Linked DNA regions of Capsicum annuum: region 1 is linked to region 2. Evidence: chromatin contacts called from public Hi-C data. All regions are on one chromosome and are shown on one strand. The core of a region is the stretch at or near the end of the contact, and the rest is flanking DNA. Distances in the headings are between cores, read along the strand shown.

What was found. A called contact is a pair of places that touch in the nucleus more often than the background predicts.
Region 1: a Hi-C map of leaf shows a contact between it and region 2, with 4 times the contacts expected there. The contact joins two enhancer-like sites. A contact is called at or near these places in 3 of 5 Hi-C or Micro-C datasets (bud, leaf and placenta).

What each region holds. Positions count from the first base shown.
Region 1 is chr5:53,941,591-53,947,004 of UCD10Xv1.1, reverse strand. LOC107870656 (DExH-box ATP-dependent RNA helicase DExH5, mitochondrial) reads left to right here. Exons shown (of 19, transcript XM_016717248.2): 19 at 1-108. Among protein-coding and RNA genes, the nearest start is that of LOC107870656, 60 kb to the left of the region's middle. Within about 2 kb of position 3,419, at least 1 of the 5 cell types and tissues checked has an H3K27ac peak or open chromatin away from gene starts, as enhancers often do. A contact at or near this core is called in leaf, where this site is marked.
Region 2 is chr5:53,516,313-53,522,177 of UCD10Xv1.1, reverse strand. LOC107870654 (lysine-specific demethylase JMJ25) reads right to left here. Exons shown (of 12, transcript XM_047413005.1): 11 at 3,443-3,562; 12 at 2,000-2,512. The coding sequence ends at 2,492. Among protein-coding and RNA genes, the nearest start is that of LOC107870654, 15 kb to the right of the region's middle. Within about 2 kb of position 2,072, at least 2 of the 5 cell types and tissues checked have an H3K27ac peak or open chromatin away from gene starts, as enhancers often do. A contact at or near this core is called in leaf, where this site is marked.

The sequences.
Region 1 (5,414 bases), core at 2,170-4,669, 420 kb before region 2:
TATCCTTTGTATATATTAATGGTTAAGAATGACTCCTATTTTGCAATTAATGGTCGTTCTAAGAATTTTGGAATTTCAGCAATCCAGATTTTTCTTTTCGAATGCTTATTTGGAGGGTTATCGCCTGTTTGGTTATATGTCGGGGCTATTTGATTGCTCATGATCAATATAGGCAGAGCCTCGAGCAATATCCTTTGTGTGTGCGCGCACAGATTTCAAGTGGTTTGCATGTAGAAGCTATATTCTCACTGTTAGCATTTTCAAAAGGTTCAGGTTCATTCGTTTAGTGGAAGGTACCACATGCTTCATTAGCGTACGGAGGACTTTCAAAATATTGTTACTTGTGTCACACTCTGTATATGAACTTGTAATTTAAAGCACTTTGGACCCCCTTTACATCTGCACTAGAATCTTTATTTGTGTCAAGGGGATATAAAAATTATGTCTAGCAAGAAATCATTTCTAACTTTATTGCGTGGCGACACTTTTGATAAAGGAGTTTTAATTCGACTTCTGCCCCTACAGCTCCGCCCTTGGGTTCCACGAAGAACTTGTGTTCTGTCGGGATGACAATGGGGTGCGGGTGCGGGTTTTGGGCAATGCGGTGCAAGGTATGGTGGGTTGAAAAGTTGAAATAATCATTTAAAAAATAATGCGGGAGCGGGTTGTGAGATTTTGCGGATTTAAACAAAACAAAAGCTAAAAAAAAATAAAAAAATTATTTCAACAAAGTACTTTTTTTTAGAAAAATAAATACTTTAAAAACACTAATAATATCAGTTATTAGTTGTTTATGCTATACACAAAACACTTGGAAGTAAAAAGATTAAAATCCAGTAACATATAATTAGATACTATAGAGTCGGGAGCCTAAAAGACTTAAGTGTTTTTCTTTGAAAATTTTAGAAGGGCATATGAAAATGAGCAAATTTCAAAATGAACAAGGTAAACACGTGTTTATCTAGTTCACTAAAAGTTAACGTTTTTAATTACTTGATAAAGTGTAAAGTAAAATCATGATTTTACTTTGCAAGGTAAATGAAGTCATTTACCTTATCCTTTGATTGAAAATGAGAGTTAGAAATTTAATGATGTTAATGTACTCATTCCGTCTATCTTTATTTGTCCATTTTTCTATTTTAAGATGTCCAACAATACTTGTCCAATTTATAAAATCAATGAATAATTTATTCATTTTTACCTATTTACCCTTACTATTAAATACAATACATCACTTATTGCATTTTTCAAAGAAAAAAGGACCCAAATATTCGCATCAAGATGGTTCGCTAAACATGCCTTTTCTCCCTTTAATGTGCCTCTCAAAATAGTCTTAGACTGATGCTTACTTTGCGTGGCATATACGTCATATTGTGATGATCTTAGATGGACAAACTGTTGATTTCCATATCTATACACAAAGAAAATTAAAATTAGTTTTGATATGTTGTTTCATAAACATTTATGTGAAGTAATAATTTGATGAATTGACCAGTTTACACAAGCATGCAACTAAAGGGAGTTTGGAGCTTAAAGGGCAAGTTTTTTACACATGCATGTTCAAACTTAACATCTTTGTTGTGCAAACAATAATTCAAAAAAGAATTAGATAGACAATAATGATTTAACCTAGGTTTAGGCTTAACACATTGGCACGATAACAATAACATTTTGCAAATTAGTAAAAGCTAAAAAGATGATTAATAATATTAATACTACATACTTGTTTGTTAGGTATTGGAATGATTATATAAAAAGGTGATTGAAATATACCTTAAAATGCAAGATTTTTGATGAAATAGACTTTCAGCAAGAACAAACACTCAAAATAATGTGAATGAAGAGAGTGAAACAGGTGCAAACAAATAATCTGAATAACAAATGAAAGAAACAGGTGGTTTATAAAAGAAAATTAATAAGGGACACATTTTACTTTGTAAGGTAAAACAGTCTCCCAACCTTGCACTGCAGTTGAAATAAATTCTTCACTAAATACTCCTCCGTTCATAAATACTTATTCACTTTTGCCATGACATATACCTTAAGAAACAACAATAGATGGGTGATTTTACTATATTAGCCTTTGAATATAATAAATTTTTTGTTTTGAAAAATGTAATGAGTGATGTATTGTATTTAATATCAAGAATAAAATAGGTAAAACTAGATATTTATCCATTGATTTAATAAACTAAACGCATATTGCTAGACACCCCAAAATGGACAAGCATTGGTGGCATTAAATTCCCAGCCCTCACCAACTTTTTCATCAAAAAAGAATGTAAGTGACTTTATTTACCTTACATTTTACCTTGTAACTAACGATGTTAACTTTTAATGAATAAGATAAACACTTGTTTGTTTTGAATTTTTTTCATTTTCATATGCCTCTTTAAAATTTTAAATTACCTTTACACTCCAAACTCCTATATTCTACGAATCCATAGAATCTGTTTCATGACTTCTGTTGCAATTTCGTTTCTCATATTGCTCACCGTATATAATATGGCATATGGTTACTTGTTACTCTAATTATGCATCTAAGATCAGAAAGCAATTTAGGCATGTAGCCACAGTTAAATATCATGAACTTAAATCACACAATATCAACGTAGCATGTGAACAAGAGTCTGTTTTGCTAGAAACTAAAAGCTAAAGATTATAGGCTGCATAATGTAAACTGCATAACAAAAGCAAAATATGCGGGGCATGGCAAAATCAAACAATTATGGCACTGATTACTTGCTTAATTATCTTTTAATAAGTACTTACTATTTTAAAACATTGCTCTGTTGTTTATTACTACCATTGATAACAATTGCACTATGTATTAAAAATATATTATGGATGCAATATAGATGTATTATGTGTTTTAAAATGTATTATGTTTGTTAGATAAGAAATCTGCACAATGTATTAAAAGTGATTTATGCATGTAATACAAATATATTATAATTATTATATTTGAAAAAAATTCTATTACTATAAATTATAAATACTTTTTAAATATAAAATATCTATATAATTTTTCTAAAATTATGCTATGTGAGGCGGGGCTGTTCAAAATCTATGGATTTAATTCGGCTTTGCCCTCACATCTGCCCTGCTCCGCCCCATTAGCATCGCTAGTTCTATGGCTTGCAATAAATAATTGGTAATACTTTTCTACCAACCGTGAAAGAAATAGAAGAATTAAGTTTTAGGGTGTGTTCCATATGAAGGAAAATATTTTTTATGAAAATAAATTATTTTTTATTTAATTTTTTGTGTTTGATATAAAAGTAAAAAAATATCTAAAATCTATTTATATATATTTAATGCAACAATGAAAATGGATTGGAGCGGACTGATGCATATGGTGTTGGGGGGTGGGGGATGGGCGAGGAGGGAGGGCAGGGTGGGTTGGAAAAAGAAAACTGAAAGAATTTATGAGGGTGTGGGTTGTGGGGTGGGTTGAGTTTGGGATTTGGTGTCTCAAAGAGGTTTTTTATTATTATTTCGATAATTGGGTATCTTGACCAGCCTTTGTATGTCTCAATTAATTAAATTAAATATCTGTTAACTCTCACTAATAATAAATATCATATAACTTTATACATCAAAACTAGAACAAATAAAAAGAATTACCTAATATTTTTGATCTCTATTAAAAGTTAAACCTAAAACGTTAGATTCTCAAACCATGTCATGTTTATACAAATATTCGAGACTTTTAGTGAGATCTCATGATTCTCCGTCACATAAGATTGACCATGAAGCCACCCCCTTAAATGCACACCAAAAAGCTAAACTTTATATGATATGAGTACTACTTCTTGATTAAAACATTCCGCATTTAAGTGAAACAAATTCCACTTTCAAAAATCCAAAAAACTAAGTGTATACATAATAAGTACATAATTTAGGCCATTGAAATGTATCAAATACTACTTGTACTAATTAAAGAGGTGAATCTATATAAACAACTTTAGCTCAAGATTAGAATGACTATTAGTTCAACATTCTCTTTTTCCTTGCCTTCTGTGATGCTTCCTCCAATTCAGTTTAGCAAATAAACAAACTGAAAAAAAAAAAGCAAGATAAATTAGCCAACAAGTATAGATGCAAAGCAAATTGGCTGCCAATTATATGTCAATATTGTTATTCCAACTCGACACAGAGACAAACAATAATTCTAGATTAAACAGTTATTACCTTAATACTAAATCATATCATATATGTGTATAAAAATTATGTTGGGTTTAAGCGGTGTGAATGGAAAATGAATATGTGTTTTTTTAAAAAGACACCAAGAGAAAGAATGCAATTTGAATAGGCGCCTTTTCGGTTTGAATGATTATGACCTTTCCGATGGGTTGTGACTTTTTCGAAGAGTTGTACATTTTTCGAAGAGTTGCTACCTTTATGAAGGGATGCACCTTTCCAAATCATTGCTTCTGCTCATGAAGCAATACCTTGATGGTAATAAATACCTGAATTTTTCCTCGGGTGTAGATATGAAATTTTGAAGAAAAAATACTGTTCTTTTTTGAAAAAACTCTAGTGTAATTTGCTCTTATTGAGTGCGTTTGTAATTTGACAGAATTTGAGGTACCGCTATTCCGTCGAAGTGATTCATTTATCTTGGGAGGATATATTTCATAACCTCGGATACTTGAGGGGAATAATTTTCTTAAGGACACACCGTGAATTTGGTGGACTTGAATCTTTCTGTTTCATCTCTTTTTCATAAAGTTGGTTTTTACTGTTTTTCTAGAAAATAGTTTAAACTTCATATTGATAGTTCTTCAACCGTTTGAACTTGTGTTTGAAGTTCTTGAAATTTCATTTTGATAGTTCATAAGTTGGTTGAAGTTCTTAACATTTGATTTTTTCTATTTTCAAGAAAAAAATAGTTTGAACTTCATTTTTGATTGTTCATAAGTTGGTTGAATTTATTGTAAAAAATTCAAAGTTGTAAATATAGAGTTTAAACTTCATTTTATTGTTCAAATGTAATTTGAACATGTATTTGAAGTTATTGTTGAAAAAATACAGATTTTACTAAATCAGAGATACAACAATCTTAAGAAAATTATAAAAATATTTATTTTAGTGCTTGTTTGGTGAAAGAAAGAAAAGAATACCACTATTTATAAATCAAGTAATTGGTTAATTTGTATTGTGTTTGATTTTGTGGAGACTAAGATCTTTTGATTTCTACTCCCTCGATTAGAAAAATATAAAAACTTTACCAAGAAATCAGTATGGAATTCGGTTTGAAGAATATAAAAACTGCACTGATTAGATAAACTCTCTGTATTGGTTTCTAGAGTTTAAAACCTATGGGTATTCACTTTGTTTGCATTTGATGCTGATTTGAAGTCATAAAAATTTTGTAATATTTTAAAGTCATTCGGTTGGTGATTTGAAGA
Region 2 (5,865 bases), core at 823-3,322:
TTAGTATATTAATCCTTTTAGATTTCCAAATAAAACTAGGTTCTTTCAGATTCTCACCTCCTTAAGGACATCTACATTGATCTCAGACTTTAATAAAGAATCCTCGACACATGGTTTGGTGGTAGTCATCCTCAAGCCTCCCCCCCCCCCCCCCCCCCCCCTATTTTCATATTTGTGATGGCAGTTGTTTTTCTAGATGTGCATTCTCAAAGTTGGAGTTTAATGAAATTCTCCCGCTTTGAAAAAAAGATGTTACTAATTCAGGACTGCACTTGTAGGCTTGGCTTTTCAAGGGAGAGAACAATGTGAAGAGAAGCTCTACTCCAGAATTAGCTACGCGAATTCTCGTTCTTTCTTGTGTCCTAAGCCGTACAAAGTTTATGGTTCAGGACTTTGTTGACACAATAGCAGGTGGAAATAGTTCCATTGGAGTCTTGTTTAGTTTAATATTTTAATTAATTTAATTTCCAACCAATAGAAAGTTGTCACATATTTAATGAAATATTTAATTATAGTTTTAAAAAGGGGAAAAGGACAAAAATAACACCTACAACTAAAATAATTTCACAAAATTAGCATCTAAATTTAAAAACTCAGTAAATAGCCACCATCATAACCATTTATATGGTAGTAGTGAAATACACTTTACTGAATTAATAATACTGAAACTTGTTTGAATCTTCAACCCAGAACAAAGTCTCTCTCTTTGTTTTATTTTTTTAAGCTAAACCCAAAATCCTCTCTCTCTCACTTTCTCTCTCTTCTTCTTCTTCATACATGGCGCGATCTCTGCAACTCCAAAGCTATTTTCCTCTTCTATACATACATTCACTTTCTACAAGTCATCCTCTATTTCCTTCTTCGGATTTCCTCTATAAAAGGTGTATTTATGTGGTATATATACTGTATCGACGTGGTATAAAAGTGTATCAATGCAGTATCAAAGTGTATCAATGTAGTATAAAAGTATATCAATATGGTATAAAAGTGTATCAATTGGATATAGAGACCGCATGCGACCGACGTGCCAAATTGCTAAAACCCGAAATTAAATGGGGCCAACTGGCTCCAATTGTCCAACTTTTAAAATTGTTGGCCATTTCTTTTCAAAATGGTCAACCCATGTCCTTTTCCCTTTAAAAAAAAATGATAGTTTAAGGGTATATTTGAGTCATAAAGGTGGATGGAGGGGTATTGTTGGCCCAATAGGTAAACGAAGGGTATTTTTGAACCAATTCCAATAGTTGAAGGGTATTTCTGACACCTTTTTCGTAAAAACTATGTAATTGCTTTATAAATTTGTATTTGTGTAATATATAAAATACCTTTCTGTAGATATATATATAAAAATTGTATAGAATGTGTATAACTATACTAACTACAACAACAACAACGAACCCAGTATATTGCCAAATAGTGGAGTCTGAGGAGGGTAGAATATACGCAGTCTGTACCACTACCTCTAGAGAGGTAGAGAGATTGTTTCCGATAAGACCCCCGGCTCAAGACTATAACTGTACTAACTATTATATAAAAATATATCTAGATAATTATTACAGTTAAATGTTGTATGAAATGTGTATTAAAACTATAATAACATATATAAAAACTATATATACATATATATTGTAGCTTACGATTGTATAAGATGTGCATAAGAATCGAGTAATTATTATATAGAATATATATTTGTATATAATATGCATATAGGTTGTACCACTTATATGGAATATGTATTCAGCATAAAATATGTACCTGTGTCTGGAATAAAAAATGCGTGCATCTAGTACCAGATACGCATTGGTACAAGTACTTGCTATTATTACTCTTGTTGTATTTAATTGACATTAGAAAATTATATTTGATTGCTACAATAAAAGAAGAAAAACTACAAAACTAAAAGGAATAAAAAAAGAGAGCAATGTTTTGAAAGAAAGCCACCAATAAAGAAAAGAAAAAGAAACAGCGACAAAAAAACCAAAGAAAGGAGCAACAGTGATCAAGAGGTCAAATGGCTACAGTATGGAAATATAATTTGATGGTCATTTTTGGTGGCAATTGTTTGGCCCAGGGGCCATTTTCATTCTTTCTACAGTACGGAGATATAATTCGATGGTCATTTTTGGTGGCAATTGTTTGGCCCAGGGGCCATTTTCATTCTTTCCCAAAACTTAAAGATTGCACATAAATGGCCCCAGAAACTGAAAGAAAAATTAGTCAGCCCATATACAAGGGGATTTAACTAAATACAGCCAAACATGGATAATCCTACATATTAACCAAAAAGTGCTTCAGTTAGAATAATCCTACATATTCATAATCCAAAAAGTGCTTCACTTAGAGCCTCTGTCAAATCATCTCAAAATCCTCTTTCGTTCTGCTGAACCTCGTCTTGTCACCTTTTAAATCCTGGCAATTCCAATTCTGATCACCTCTCTCTGAATTTTCATTATCATCTTCCTTACCGGTGTGATTTTGTGTTTTTTTTTCCTCACTCTTGCCAGTCAATTTCCTATGAATCAAGGTACAGAGTTAGTCTATCACATGATAAGGCACCATGAAATCTACACAAAGAAAACGACAATGACACGGAGGGTGATCATTCATATAAAAGTAATTTAAATGCAAATAATTTTAGCTTGGAAGTTGGAAGCAAGACAACACTTTGTACTGTGAGCAAGAACCAATACTCCACTGTGATAACCACGAAATTGAAGATAAATTCTTTCCGCAAAAATTTAAAGGCATGTAATGAAGTGATTTTTATTTTTGTAACAAAGAACGAAACCTAGATTAACTCAGAAATGAGAATTGTGATTGACAGGGCATTCTGATTTCATGATATGAACTCGCTTGAGAAACTATTGACCAGAAGAAACAAATATTTACATGTAGATTGCTTACCACATACACAAACTATGGGAAAAGTTCACATAAACAGGGTTACTAGAGGTGAATAGGTACCACACAAAAAGATAGAGTTGATGAGACCTACTTTTCCAATACAGCTACAGCTTCTCTCACTGCGTGAATACTCATTTTCTTCACCTGTCACAATTAAGCAAGCAAATACAATTTCCACATGAACAAATAGAAACAGATCAAGATAACTTTTTCATGATAAAAATGTGACCATATGTCAATGAATGATTAATTATAAGATTATTTAAATATTCTCCTGATTCACACTTCTCAAATGCATGATTCACTTTTATTTTTTAAATTGGTAACATGAACTCACTGTCACTTAATAACAGTATAAAACATCCAAATTCTGGAAAGCTAAAGAAGAAAGCAATAGACCATAGAAACAAGGTTGAAGTATAAAACACCAAGTGACCAAAAAACCAAACTACCATAATCACTCCTTCAATAAAATACTATAAGCACTTCGGAACAAATAGAAGCAAAGAACTCAAACTCCTTAACCAATTAGATATACCTCCAACTTGTCCTCCTTGGCCCTATGATTTTGTGGAAGAGTGCGGAACTCTTCAGTCAGACGGATGCATTCATGAAGATTTTCGGGAGACACAAAATCAAGAGCAACTTTTATACAGGACTGTTACACAAAGATAAAAGTACTATCAAGTCATCATCAGTCCAAGTGCAGAATAGCATAGTCAAGTAAATACTAGCAACCAGATGAAGACAGTAAATATATTAATGAATTTCACACATAAAAGATAAAAACAATCACTCAAACTTGCAGTTCAAGATTAGCAGAAACAACTTGTGAGAAAAAATATTATTGAATTGTTGTGTTTACATAATTACATTGAGACCCTATTTATAGACACTATTTCTCAATCCTTTTTCAGATAGGATTTTATATACTATTCTTATTTTTACTCATATTCTAACACTCCCTCCTCAAGATGGTGCATACCAGCCATATGTACTTATTACAAATGTAATTAAGACAGAGACAGATGAGGAACTTGGTGAAGATATCCGCAAGTTGATCACTTGACGTCACAAATTTTGTAATAATATCTCCTAACAGTATCTTCTCTGACAAAATGACAATCAATCTCTATGTGTTTAGTCTTCTCATGAGAAGTTTTCATCTGTGCTCTTGATGCTTTCTGTGTGAAGAGCAAGCAGAGACAATAAACCATCTTTTTGGCGTTGCAAGTGGACTAATCAGATATGGCAGATGTTCATCAATATGAGGAAGCTAATATGGATGAAACCAAATAGTATCAAAGGGGTTCTAAAGTGTTGGAACAGTGATGGCAATGCAGCAAAGAAGGAAGAGAGATGGAAGATTGTCCCAGCTAGTATTTGGTGGTCAATGTGGCTGGAACGAAACCAGAGACGTTTTGAAGGGAAGCAGAGAACATGCAGCAGTTTAAGTCAAATTGTCTAGCTCTGTATTACTTTTAGTGTAAACAGTTAGTGATAGAACAAACAGAAGCAATTAATGCAGCTATTGACTGGTTGTAATTTGGGACCTATGTAACTACAACACTTTTGAAGGGGATTACATATTCAAATGTAGTATACTTGTGGATATTAATATAAACTAACAGTTACCTTTCCTCAAAATAAATAAATAAATAAATAAATAAAAAATAAATACAAGTTACCTTTCTCAAAAGTTCTTTTTACTTCTAGTTAAATGATTTATAGCTACCCCAGACCCTACACATAGCGGGAGCTTTAGTACACCGGGCTGCCCTTTTTTTTTAAAATGATTTATAGCAATAGAAAAGGTTTGTTTAAAACCATAATTGCAAGTGTCTTACTTTCTTTCTTAAACTTTGTGACAAGTCAAACGGTGCCACATAAATTGGGACGAAGGGACTAATATTTAGCCACTTCATAGTTAGTTAGACAAATATATCCCAAAACTAAACTCAAAAACCTACACTTCTTCTACTTCGGTTCTTCTTGTGTGTTGCTGCTGCTGCTTCTTTGTCACATCCCTAATCCATCTTCTTTCAGATCTAGGTGTCCAAAGCTGTAATTTTTTAGTTAAACCTTCCCATCACATAAATTAAGAAATGATTTGCCAAAGCAGACCTCACCAACATCATATGAAGAATACTTTGAGTAGGTGAAAGCTTTTAATCATATTATCGTCGTAGTATATGGAAGCTAAATCTAGGTGTCCAAAGCTGTAATTTTTTAGTTAAAACTTCCCATCACATAAATTAAGAAATGATTTGCCAAAGCAGACCTCACCAACATCATATGAAGAATACTTTGAGTAGGTGAAAGCTTTTAATCATATTATCGTCGCGGTATATGGAAGCTAATGGATATATCGGAGTAACTGACATACTTGTCTGGAAGAGATGATTGGTTGCTTTTATCTCAAATAGAGAATAAAAACTTCGAACAAATAAATGATAATTCATGATTCTACAATTGAGAACTCAACAGACGAGTCTAGACTCCATGTTTGTACTCTATAACTAAAAACTCAAGGAAGGAAAGAGTCATGGAGTCGTTCTACAGTTGATGTCGAGTTCGCAGTTCTATAACAAATAACTCAAGAATATATTATGGAGTTTTTCAACAAATGAGACACTCACTGCTCGTGATTCTACAGCTAATAACTTAAGGAAAGAGAACTTGAATTCGTGGTTTTACAGATACGAACTAAAGGATTCTGTTCTTGAGTTCAAACTCGAGCATATTTTGTTTTCACTTGCTAAAATTTTGAACTCTAGCACCATAAGCTTAACTTTATCTGTACTTCAATAAGTGGTATTATAGTCCAAATTTTATGTCCGCCCTAAAAAGCAACTATTTCCCAGTTACATTTCAAATGGTGGTTAAGTATTAATTGATTATGGGCAGGTATTCAGTTCTTCAGTTCGGTTCTATAGTTTTCGGGTCTTCACAGGTGCATAC